Regions from separate parts of the Anser cygnoides genome. Here region 2 is linked to region 1. A link is a contact called in public Hi-C data. All regions are on one chromosome and are shown on one strand. The core of a region is the stretch at or near the end of the contact, and the rest is flanking DNA. Distances in the headings are between cores, read along the strand shown.

The links. A called contact is a pair of places that touch in the nucleus more often than the background predicts.
Region 2: a contact with region 1 is called in a Hi-C map of liver, with 8 times the contacts expected there. The contact joins the enhancer-like site here to the promoter of UROC1 in region 1. A contact is called at or near these places in 2 of 7 Hi-C or Micro-C datasets (both in liver).

The regions. Positions count from the first base shown.
Region 1 is chr10:12,804,686-12,810,706 of Taihu_goose_T2T_genome, reverse strand. UROC1 (urocanate hydratase 1) reads right to left here and starts at 3,348. Exons shown (of 21, transcript XM_067002995.1): 1 at 3,054-3,348; 2 at 980-1,110. The coding sequence starts at 3,348. It overlaps LOC106045060 (netrin-4-like), which reads left to right and starts at 3,414. Exons shown (of 10, transcript XM_013195380.3): 1 at 3,414-4,613. The coding sequence starts at 4,547.
Region 2 is chr10:13,006,274-13,012,294 of Taihu_goose_T2T_genome, reverse strand. The region is part of intron 6 of LOC136791594 (a long non-coding RNA gene); the gene reads right to left. Among named protein-coding and RNA genes, the nearest start is that of SLC41A3, 38 kb to the left of the region's middle. Within about 2 kb of position 3,429, at least 1 of the 3 cell types and tissues checked has open chromatin away from gene starts, as enhancers often do. A contact at or near this core is called in liver, where this site is marked.

The DNA of each region.
Region 1 (6,021 bases), core at 2,099-4,598:
TAGACAGGATGCCTGTGCCATGAATGCTCCTGACATTGAAGTAAATCCTCTTTGGATATCTCACAGCTGTTCCTCCTTCTACCCCTTGGCTGAGCTCTCCTCTGCTTGTGGAAGTGGACTTTGAAAGAATTTCCGTGCTGATGCCAGTGAGGAACTCCCACGAGGGCAAGGAAGTTGCATGTAACTTGCTAGTGGGGAATGAACTTCTGCATTCTGACCAGAAAGTCACATTGTAAGAGTTACATGTGATGAAGCAAAGGCTTTCAAACTAAGAAACCAACCTTATCACGTCCTGCACAAAATTCCTAAGGATGTCCACCCCTTGAACATTAATTTCTGCTGCTGTTTTTTTTTTTTTTTATTATTGTCTCTAACATGAAATAATTCAACGATTACTTTAGAGTGTACACAGACTATTTAAACAAAAAGAGGCAGAAAAAGAATTACACAACTAAGGACAAATAATTAACTCAATCCCTTACAAGCTTGTCTAAATGCCAGGATGCTTCAGACTGCTGGTTAAACTAATTTATCTTTGGATCCCTACGCAAACATACAGATACATAGCTTGTACCACGATGTTGATTTGACACATTTCATGTTAACTGTATTTGAGGGGTTAGTATTCACTCCCATACATATGCAGCGTTTTTGCAGCAGCATTCATAATTTCATCTCCAAGGAACAACGCTGGATTGACAGCATTGAAGTCTAAGGCCTCTTGTTTAGCCATTTGAAGTCATGCACAAAGGTGTTGTGTGGCAAATTTCCCTCATATCAATCAACTTGGGGAGAAAGAGAAAGCAAGCACACAGAAAAGTTTCCAGTATTTTGTCTCACTAACCATTACTGAAAATATAACACCAAGGAAATATATCTGCTGGCACTCAGAAAAGCATTTGAGGCGATCAGGTCTGCCGCTCCAAGCTGCATTTATCTGAAAGGAAGAGAAGTGAGGCCTTGTGAAACCCTGTGTTACCTTTTTCTCCTGAGCAGTGAGATTAGGGGTTCTCACAGGTGCATGGGGTATTCCTTTCCTCCGACCTCTGTTTTCAGGCAAAGGGTTTAGAGGAAGGCCACGACAGATTTCCTTCAGGCTGGTCATAGTTGCTGAAGAAATACAAGGAGGAAAGGCAAGACAAATTAGAGAGACACAAGGAATGGATACAAAGGGTGAAGGCAAACAAGATGCTAAGCGACTGAGATGTGCCACCACTCTGGGGCGATCTCCAAGAGGACAGCCCGTCCTCTGGCTTTTGCAATCAGGCCTGCAGAGCACAGAGGGCAGGCAGCACAGGTGACACACCTACCCCCTCTGTGCCATGTCATTGGCTCTCCTGTCCTCCTCCAAAATGAATGATTCACAGTTTTGCTGTTTGTTCTCTGGGTGCTTTGTCAGGTGGTGCTGTGCTAAGCCACTAGAGCAGTCACTTTCCACATTAGCTGGTTCCCCCAGCGAAAGTCAGGGTCTGGAGCATGAACCTTGCTTGAGACTTCAGGGATTGTGCTTTTACGTTTCTATAGTTCAGGAGCTGACTAAAGCAAATCATCATTATTCACATCATTGTTCATACACACTGTTCAGCTAAGATGTGCATTCTCTGCCTGACACCTCTAGGTATGGGCTGTTCCTCAAATATCATCAGGCTGTCCTCTGGACAGCAGCAGCTGTCAATGATAACAGCAAAATGTCCCCCTTAGATTTTAGCTCCTCTTAGCTCACAGGCATGCCTGGGTTTTAGTAGTACTAAACTGAAAACAGTACCTCTGTTACTGTTTTCCTCAAGACAGGCAATAATAAGGAAGAGAAATTAAGGCTTTCAGTTTTAAGTCACTTTTATAACCTACAGTTAACAACAACTGGAAAGTCTTATGTTGTTGCCATCCAGACATCACAAGTAAATGAATATGCTTAACTTTGACTTTCCACTTAAAGAGCAACATGAACTTTGCTCCCCATTTTGAGTTGTTGTTTAAATTATACAGGAGCTTCTTGACCTTTATTACATCCACGGAACTACAACTCACGGCCAGGGAATTTTCTCAAGTGCCACAGTTTAAGTCTGAGGAAATTATCTGGAAGAAACTTTTCAGTTAGTGACAAGCCTAAAACCTAGGAATAAAAAAAATGCCACTTTATTTTTTTTCACAAAGGCAGCAATCAACAAGCAATGGCGACAAAGCACAATTATTAAATGACAGCATCTCATTAATGTCACACTGCCTGTAGCTCTAGGACATACTGCATTTCCCCAGCTCCCGCTGAAGATGCTTGAGTTGAAAGAACTCAGAACGTCCCAGGGGAGCTGAGCGCACCGCTCTCAAACCCTCTGAAGGATGCTAACTGTCACTTAGGAGAGAGAATTATGTTTTGTAATTATTCAGTATTTTAACTGTTTTCAAACAAAAGGCAAAGACAAAAAGGAGAGGAAATTTTTCCTACATATTTTAAAATTTTCTATTTGGTTTTCTTATTAAAAACGCACAAAAAAAGGAAGATAAGGGTAAAGTTAGAAAATTCTCCTCCAATACATAGCTAAATAACTCTGCCTTACATAAACATTCCCACTGCAAAGGGAAATAAATCTTTCCTTATTCTGCTTTGTATGACCCACATTCTGCAAATCCCTCTAAGGTCTGATCCTGTGCACACATGGGCACGAGAATAACCTCGTCTACTCCCATCGAGCCTGCTTCCCTCCGTGACATCAAACAGAAGGTAATGGCATTACACTGCCTTAAAAGCTGAAGAAAGAGAGAACGGAGCTGGGGGGTGGGTTGGGGGGGTTGTCACTCCCTGAATTAAAATTATTTCTAGGGCTGAGTGCTTTTACCCCTGATGCTGGAGCCTCGCTGGGTGTTGGAGTTACCGCCTCCAAAAAAATCTGGGGCTGGCAGATCCGACTTCACGGTCATGCCCTGCATGAAGGCAGATGTGTCAGCGGTGCCAGCGCAGCCCCCCAGGAAGCCCCAAGTCCCCTCGCTGGCTTCTCCCAGCTCGTGTCTACCCTTGCCTATGGAAATAAACCCGATGCTCGCTCCCAATCGCCCACCTTGCGAGGGACAAACCCCCCAGACCTTCCCCGCTGTCCCCACGCCTTGAGGCTGCCATTGGGGCGCCCCGGGGGGGCTGTGTCGCCGCGGTGTGGGGCAGCTGTCATGTGCCGGCAGGGCTGGCAGAGGGTGCTGCAGGGACAAGGGACAGCAGGCAGCAGCCGGGGCGGGCTGAGCGGGCTGCCCCCGCCCCGCACACCCACGGCCGGGCAGACGGACGGGCAGACGGACGGGCAGACGGAGGACGGGCAGGCTCCTGGAGCAGAAGATGCTGCCGGAGAACAACGCCTGCATCTGAGCGCACCGAGGACCAGCCCAGCCGACGAGGAGGTGCGGAACCGACCCATCCTCCTCCTCCTCCACCCTAAAAAAAAAAAAAAAAAAAAAAAAAAAAAAAGCACGTATAAAGAACAGGAAGAAGATCACATGTTATAATAATCCCCTCTGCAGCCAGACAGGACCAGAGAGGCGAACTGCCCGCTCAGGACCGAGGGATGTGCTAGAGGCAGAGAGGAAACTTGAGGCTAACTCCCAGCCCCGGAGGGGGGGAACCCCAACCCTGAGCCTCGCTGCAGCCGGAGGGAGGCAGGAGCTGCCCTCCAGCCCCATTTTTTCCCCCGCACCTGAGCGCAGCCCCTGCCCCAGGCTCCCTCCGGCAGCCCCGACCCCGACCAGGGGTCCCCCGGCCCCGGCGAGCCCCCCCCCCCCCCCCCCCCCCCGCTTTGGGGTTTTGCTCTTAGCCCCTGGCGCTCGCTGTGGGATCAGTGGCTTCCGTGCCAGCGGAGGGAGGAGGGCTAGGAAATAAAATCAAGCCACCCAAACTGACAAGAGAGAAGAGCCAGGAAAGCACTTGCTTCTCATCAGCTCTCAGCGAGAAAAGCCAACTCTCTTCTTATGACCCCTCTGCTGCAGGGAGCAAAGGGGAAGCGGGTTTGGGGGCAGAGCTCCCACCAAAGCGGGGTTCCCGCAGCCGGGACCCCATCGCCACCCCGGCTAGCTGCGGGGGCTGCCAGGGGGGTAGGGAAGGTTGCCAGGGGGAAGGAAGCCAAAACGAAGCTCCAGCAAAAGCAAGGAGCAGAAAGGAAAGTTTCGGACTAGCATCCGCAAGAGAGCGGACCGAAGAGAGCTCCCCGCGTCGCACCAGCCCCCGATGGTGCATTCAGGGGGCTGCAGCAGGGATGTGAACATCCCCGGCCCGCTGCATGGAGAGGGGTGAAGACACGGCAAATCCTTGTTATTTATTTATTTATTGGAAGCGATGTACGGGTGACACCCAGAAGGCATCTGAGCCCTGAAAGAGAAAAAAAAAAAAAAAAAGGCTCCAGACCCAAAGGAAAACAAGAAGAATGAGACAGCAGCCTTGACCCCTGCACTAAGAGGAAGGTGAGCAGAAAGAAAGAAAGAAAATACAGAAAAGCCATGCAAGCACCAAACCTGTAGATTACTGCAGCTCTTTTTTGCTTCACCGAGGACAGATATTTTACTGACAGCCATGCAGCATAAAGGCATCGTGCTGATTGTGTTCTTGGAATATTTTATTTCTGGCCACGGAGGAGCAGGTAAGCAAAATAAATCAATATTGCCATTCATGAAACAATTTATCCTAAGTTGAGCAAGGGGAAAAGGAATAGAAATCTAATCTGTAAAGTATGGTAATTTTTTTATGTCAACCTCTTTATTTTAGATTGCATTTTTACAAGGAATCTGGGTTAGTCGATGTATATGAATGCCTCTTATTCCACGATACACAGCTTTACAGCTCAGTCATCCCCCAAAGACTTATAATAGGATGTACTCTTTCATACATTCTTAAAGGGAAAAGCTGTATTATTTCTATGAATGAAAGAAAAATAAGAGAGAAAGAAAGAGGTGGATAGATTGAGATAAGCTGGATGTTTGTTTTGAGGAAGAAACACTGGCTTCCTGGGCAGGACAAGAGTGAAATGACAAGATCCTTGGACAGCACCACTGAAGGAATCTGAATTATTCTCTGCTAACTCCATTTTTCATCATTAAAAGTCAGAGACACTGCTTATGAGTTCCTATTAATCAAAGAAAACCCATTCATTCAGTGTATTCACTGATTCAGTTGTTAACATGCAGTGGACAAGATTAAATCTGTATTAGAGAAAAAAAAACACAACGGACTAGGGCAGAAAGAGAAGTTGGTAAGTTGTGTGTGCATATGTGGGTGTACAAATGAGCATACATAGGAATGATATAGCTGTATTGGTATTTACATAGGCTTCTACAAATACCTGGATTATGATAGAGACTAATTCCTTAAGGGAAAGGAAGCAAAGCATTAGATTGCTTTCTTCCTACTGTGATTTAACACCTCTTTAAGGTTAAAAGGGATGAATTATGCAGATCAGTCCAGAAAAATATAAACAAGCATTGACAAAATAACAATATGTCCTTGGTGACTTTCCCATTGGGATACTGGCTTGGGATCTGTCTTTCTGCATAGCAAAGCATACCAGTGGTTTAAATTTCACCTGCGTGCTCTGAGTATTAGGACTGGAGCAACACTCCTCATGCAGTGATTTTAAAGTGACTGAAGTGTTCAGATACCATGCAGGATTTGGTAAAATCAAAGGCAGATCAGGAGGCTTCAGCTCAGATTATGGCTTAGTTAGAACCTTTTTAATAACACAGACATTAGACTTCCTAACTGCAGAAGTTATTTTCTTAAAAACTGAAAATAGCTCATAAATTTACAGTCCTGCCAGATTATCCTGTGACTCATTTGGGAAAACGTTTGGCTATCACAACATTACAGGGACTGATTGGAGGGAGGACAAGGTATCTTAGTCCCCTTAGTGTTTTATCTTGGGCATTTACTAGTCTCCTGGGCTAGAACTCTCCCTACAGGATACGTATGTTGAAACATAGCACAGGAAGGTTACAGAGATGTCTTTTAAACTTGCTGATGCTGCTGCAGAAAGCAGCCTGCTATAAACTAAC
Region 2 (6,021 bases), core at 2,180-4,679, 200 kb before region 1:
AAAATCACTGCAACGCCTGTGCCAGAGCAGTTCTCCTGCTCCAATACCTTGGTGTACTGGCAATTAACTCAGGTTAGCTGTCTTCTACTCAGGAAGCTTGTAAGATTATTGGCATAAAGGACTGTGCACTGTTCTGCTGTCCTACTGATGTTGTACTTAGGGAAGCAGTATGATGTTTATTTGTGGAACTCAAAATTCAAGTGTGGATTCCTTGAGACGGTACAAACCCACACATAAAACCAAGCAAACTTCAAACCGGGCACAAATGCTTTCCTAGCCCAAGATTTTCTGTCGTGAATGCAATCTGTAAATGAGGAGGGTTATAAAAAATGTGTCCCCAGCCAGCTTGCTCAAGGGACAAAGAAAACAAAGATTTGATCTTGTGCGCTTGGTTTTCCAATATCTGTTGTTAAAGCAACCCATTCCTACAAATGCTGTGGCTGTTAAAATCAGGATATATTCATTACACCCACAATTTCCAGGATATACAAGCAGAATCTTCTAACCCTCTGTTTATCCCTAACTTAATCAAGGTAACAAAATAGATACTGATATGATAACAAAATGGACGTGATTGCACACACTGCCTTTTCCAAGGGACTCAGCAGTTTCTTGGCCCCATCACTCACTGCTCTATGGGCAGTCCCTTTTCTGAGCTGCTTTCTGAAGACTGTTTCACTGCTTTACCTTTTCTTCTTGCAGCTCTCTGAAAGCCACTCAGATCTGTGCACTTCAAGAAATCTAACTCGGGTCAGGGCTTGAGGGTCTTATTTGGATCTTTCCAAGTGCATGGCCCAGTGTCTACGTACATTATAGCACTACACCAAAAAGCTTTTGGTTTAGTGACTCGTTCCTAGGGAAGAGATCTCCAATCTTGTGACACCAGACTACTTTTACCATATACCATTTTTAAAAACAGAAATGTTTTAATTGGCACAATACTGACATGAAACACACTGGGACTTTGGAAGGAAAATGTAGGGGGAGAAAAGAAGAGAGGAAAAACAAATCTCATTCCTCTAACAGGTTACCTCACAAGCAGTCAGCTTTCTGTAGCTGCTCAGGACCCTGGCACACTGGGAGCTGTTCTAGGGGAGAGAAGCGGATGCTGAGACCTGCATGCAAAGTGCAGTCCCATCACGCAGCAATGCCGTTCATCATTCACATTCCCCTCCCATACTCTTGGTAACACGCACAGACGCTCAAGTTTATTGGACTTAATCAGCGCATTTCTGTTCCTTACACATGCTACCATCACCAGAGACCTTTGGCAGCAGCTGAAGCTCTGAATACAAAAAAGTACTGATAATCCTGGGCTCTGCAGTTTTTTTCTTGAACAGCTTTGACAAGACTTGTTGAACAGGCAAGAGTCCTGAAACTTTCAAGATGAAAGCAGAAATACAAGAGTAACTGCCCAACTTCATTTAACACCTCTACCACCGTGACCAGAAATACTTCTCCAGAGAAATGCGGACAGGAGACTAAATATGTAAGTGAAAGACATTGTTCCTGAACTGTACTCCCAGCTCTGCCACTGACTTGCTCAGGGATTTTTGGGATATTAAACTGCTGGTTACAATACTTTCCCTGCTGGTAAGTGAACAAAAGGATAGTGAATTTCCTGGGCAAGGCAAAGTTGATATGATCTTTCATACATTTCTGAGGCAAGCACTGTATTTGTGTAAAACATTCAATATGCTAAGCATACATTCATATCTGCCTTCATTTTTGCTAGTGTTGGCAACTCTGCTATTTATTTCATATGAGAAGCTTCGCATTCCCTTTTTACAGATGCACAAAGTACACTACACATCATGGGAAGCTGATCCTAACAAATGTCTGTAAACTCACCTCATTCTTGCTTCAAATTCTTAACCACAGTTCTGTCATGATAACCCCCCTAAAACATAACGATGACCAGGCAGGCTAAAATCTTGCTGTATTATGCCAATACCAGCTATGCCTGCGCTACACATGTGACAGGGAGACGTCTGATCCAGCGCTGCGCCGCATTCACACGAGCTGGCATGTTCCTCTGTCACTATATAAGATGATGTGGAGAAAGTAACCTAGGTCCAAGTAAGCAGAGAGCATATTTGAAACAAACCAGAGGAAAAGGTTTTCCACATGGGTTTGAAACAAGCCAGAGGAAAAGGTTTTCCACGCAACAAACTGAAGGCTTATGACCACATGATAAGAGCTTAAATGGGATTAAACATGCTCAGAGAGTCACAATCTATGAAATCTCCATCTCAGGAGATGGCTAACCTGCAGGTCAGCATTGCTCCAGGGGACAGACCACTCAACACATGCCCTGCTCCCTGATCTCTTTCTTTCAGCCTTCCTTGCCAGTTGCTGTCAAACAGGACGCCAGGCTAGATAAATCTTTGCTATTATCCAGCAGAATATTCCTTACAGTTTTTGGTGCATTAGCAAGATCTGCTTTATTATACAATAATATAGCACAGTATCGTGTTATGTTGCTTCTAGCACTGTAGCAGCCTTCATGGAGCTGGGTGTCCCTGTACACCACCTTGTTACAGCCCTGTGTTTCTTGTCGCCACTTACTCTCTGAAGCATTTTACTTACTGTGCATGGTATACAAAGTGGGGCGCTTGCTTGGTCCTGTGTTTACTGAATGTGACGCTGTATAAATATTAGGCACAGGAGATACTAAGGTAAGCTGTCAGAAAGCCCCCGTGGAGGGAAAACATGGAGACCTGACCTCCAGCCCCCTCGATCCAACACACAAGGTTAGCTGATATGATAAACACCGTAAATAGAAATGACTTGTTCTGAGCAATAGCTGTTAAACCAATAAACAGCGAAAACTTCAGAGAAAAAACCACTGTTTTTCCTCATTTATCAAATAAGACTCTGTATCTTTTTTTTTCTCCCCCTTTTTAAACAAGTTCAGTTTGTGAAGATTGAAGAAAAACAAGACGTCCTTTCAAATCCCTCCTCTGGATCAAACCTCATTAGGTTTTGATGTCAATGGTGCATAGAAGGCTGACTGCTGCCAGCAGAAGTATTTGGCAGCCGGGCTGTTACATAATACAATCCTGTCTTTCACAGAAGAGAGATCTCTGTGCTGCTAAATGTGCTAAAATTTAACCCGCTGCTTTGCTCCATCCAGCCAAAACAGCTCTGTGCATTTTCCATAGTACTAACCAATGGTTGTTAAAAAAAAAAAAAAAAAAAGTCAACTTTCTGCTTGAAAAATAAAATACCCAAAATACTAAAAACACATATAGATATTTATTTAAGGAAGTACACATTTCCCTTTCCCCACCTCTGACCAAAATCTACTCTGAGAAGGGAGATGTTTGTCCCAGAAAGCAAGAGTAGTATTAAAAAAAAAAAAAACACACACTTGTACAACTCTCAGAAAAAAATTATGTTAAAGAAAAGAAACAAAGTGTGTTGTTACCCTCGAACTGTGTCACTGCTTCATGGAAACGTTTGGACTCAAAACTCCGGAAATGTAAAATGTTTTCCAAGGTTGTTTACAGTGAGCTTGAATTTTCAGCTCCCACGAGTAGGAACAAAGTGTTTAAACTTCAAAATTTTTTTCCAGAATGGCTTTTTAGCTGTGCCTGTGTATCCCTTGATGCTAAAAGAAAACAAAAATACAGCTTTGAGTGGTGTAGATCAGGGGCATTTCTGGTCCCACTCCTAGTTTTCATTAACATTTGTCAACAAACTGACCCAGCAATTTATCGTGCCAGATGCTGACAGGTGATATTCCCACCGAACCCAAGTTTTAAAAACCCAACTATCTTCTCTAAGCCCCCATATAAAACCTCCCAGCCATCCCTGGACCAGCCCCAGTAAGTATCTTGTGTTCAGCTAATGAACACCCTCCAGTGACATTGATATTAGAACGTCTTGGAAAGAGAAATTCAATTACAGGTCTGACTGAAACTGGAAGAAAGGCCCTCAGGATTTACCCCAACAGAAACCAAATGGAAAGGGCTCAGGAGGCACAGCTCTCCCCAGTCAGCTCACAGTCACCAGCAACGATCACCCAGTAAGCCTCTCAGAGCTGGAGAAATACTTTGGGGATGCAAATCCATATTCAAGCACAGAGGTAAGGGGAACTGGGGGGTACATCAGAGGGATGGGGTGTGCACCCAACTCCACACCAAAGATGTCTCGCGTGGTGCTACCAGCCACCTCTCTATTCCCTGGCTAACATCAGGCAGACAAAATCCTTCCCCAAAAAGCCTCAGAGTCGGCTGTTGCTGCAAGCAGAGGTTAGTGTTACAGGTATCTCCTTACAGAGCATGGACACAGGCAGCTATAGACATCCTACACATAGTGCATGCCAGAAACAACCATACCCCCCTGTCCTGGGTTCCAACTACAGCGTAGCACGCTTTATTTAACTGACCCTGACGGAGGGAAGGGACTCACCAAGGCAGCTAAGGGCAACAGCTATCCATTCACCCCTCTGAAAGGAAAGTCAGAAGACAGCAATTTATATACTTGGCACTGTCCACTGAAGGAGCCTCTCCACCCAGAAGACCAGAGATCAGCACACCTGAGTCTTAGGGCTCCAGTTCACCTCTGAAGGCAACCCTACCCCAAATGGCCCCACTTGGCCAACAGGACAAGCAAGGCACTGTCTCCCAGCGGATGCTGGTCACGGTGGCCTGGGGCACTGCAGTGCTCCCATAGTGTCCAGAAAACTTCTCAGTATGGTCTGAAGATCATTCCTTGGTGCTCCTCCAAACCCCAGCTGAGCACATTATGTTTTCAATTGAGCTGCATGTTTCACGGGTGGCTGCTTTATTTATTGTACACAGGGAGGAGTGCACGAGGAGAGAAAGTAGGTGGGAAGAGTTATGCAGTTTTAGGAAAGCTTAGTTTACTTAGAAATTTATCTTTTGATTCCCCAAATCAGGAATTAATTAGCCCACATTGCTCTCTTTGTTTAGATGTTGCGCATTATGCTTTGCTAGGCAAATAAGGGCCTAGAGCAAGCACTGTATAAACAAGCACTTGTTAATTGCGACTTGGAGCATGACAGAAAACCTGGGGATATAAACCAGCTCAGAAGAGAGACAGACCAGTCCCGAGCTGGTGAACGGGCATTACACACGCATCCAAAACCCTCTGTGCTCCCCTTTCATATACCCTGATCCCCAACACCATGGTCCCAAGCGGCAGGTCCTACAGTGCCAACACGGCCTCCCCCGACAGGAGGCTTTGGGGAGAGGGCAGGCCCTGGGAGCCCGAACCCTGGCGCCTTCTGCCGCCTGCCCGATGCCTCCGAGAGATGACAGCAGAAACCTGGCTGCCACCGCCTGCTGTCACAGCCAGCGAGTTCAGAGGTTTCTCTTGGCTCGCTGGCCTGCTTGCGTAAGCAGGGCGAGGTGGTGTGGGGAGCACGAAGGATGAGAGGCCAGATCCTGCAGCGCTAGGGGGCGTGGAGCGGAGCTTAGCTGGGTTTTACTGGGTGTGAACAGCATGATCAGCAATTTGAAGTCACTGCGGGTGCTAGGCTAGGCACAAACAGGGACTATATGGAGAGAGCTGGGGTCAGCCTCTGTGGGCAAGGACATGCAGAAAGCTCGATCCAACGACCCCCGTGCTAGTTCCCTTCCTCCTTTACTCAAAATCAGCACCATTCTCCCTCATCTTCAACATTTTACATTGGTTTAAAGGCAGACTCCTTGCATAGGCCCCCATGGGGGCATTATAGGTATTCTGAAAAAACATAATTTCAATGTCATCTTTATTTGGTTTCCTTACAGTCACAGGCAGGAATCAAACTGCCTTTTCTTTTTCTTTAACATGTAGGCATTTGAGTAGATTGAGAGAAAGCGTGCTTGCTCACACAAGGGACACCAGCCTCCTATGACATGCCTGTCTTTCAGAAACCACACTGCCTGCAACAATTCAGCACTTTTCTGCTGAAACCACAATCTCTATCATCATTTTATTATTACAACAACAGCTCATGCTCACTGTTTATAATGATAGGTACTGAACTGTAATCTTAAAATCGTCCCTTGA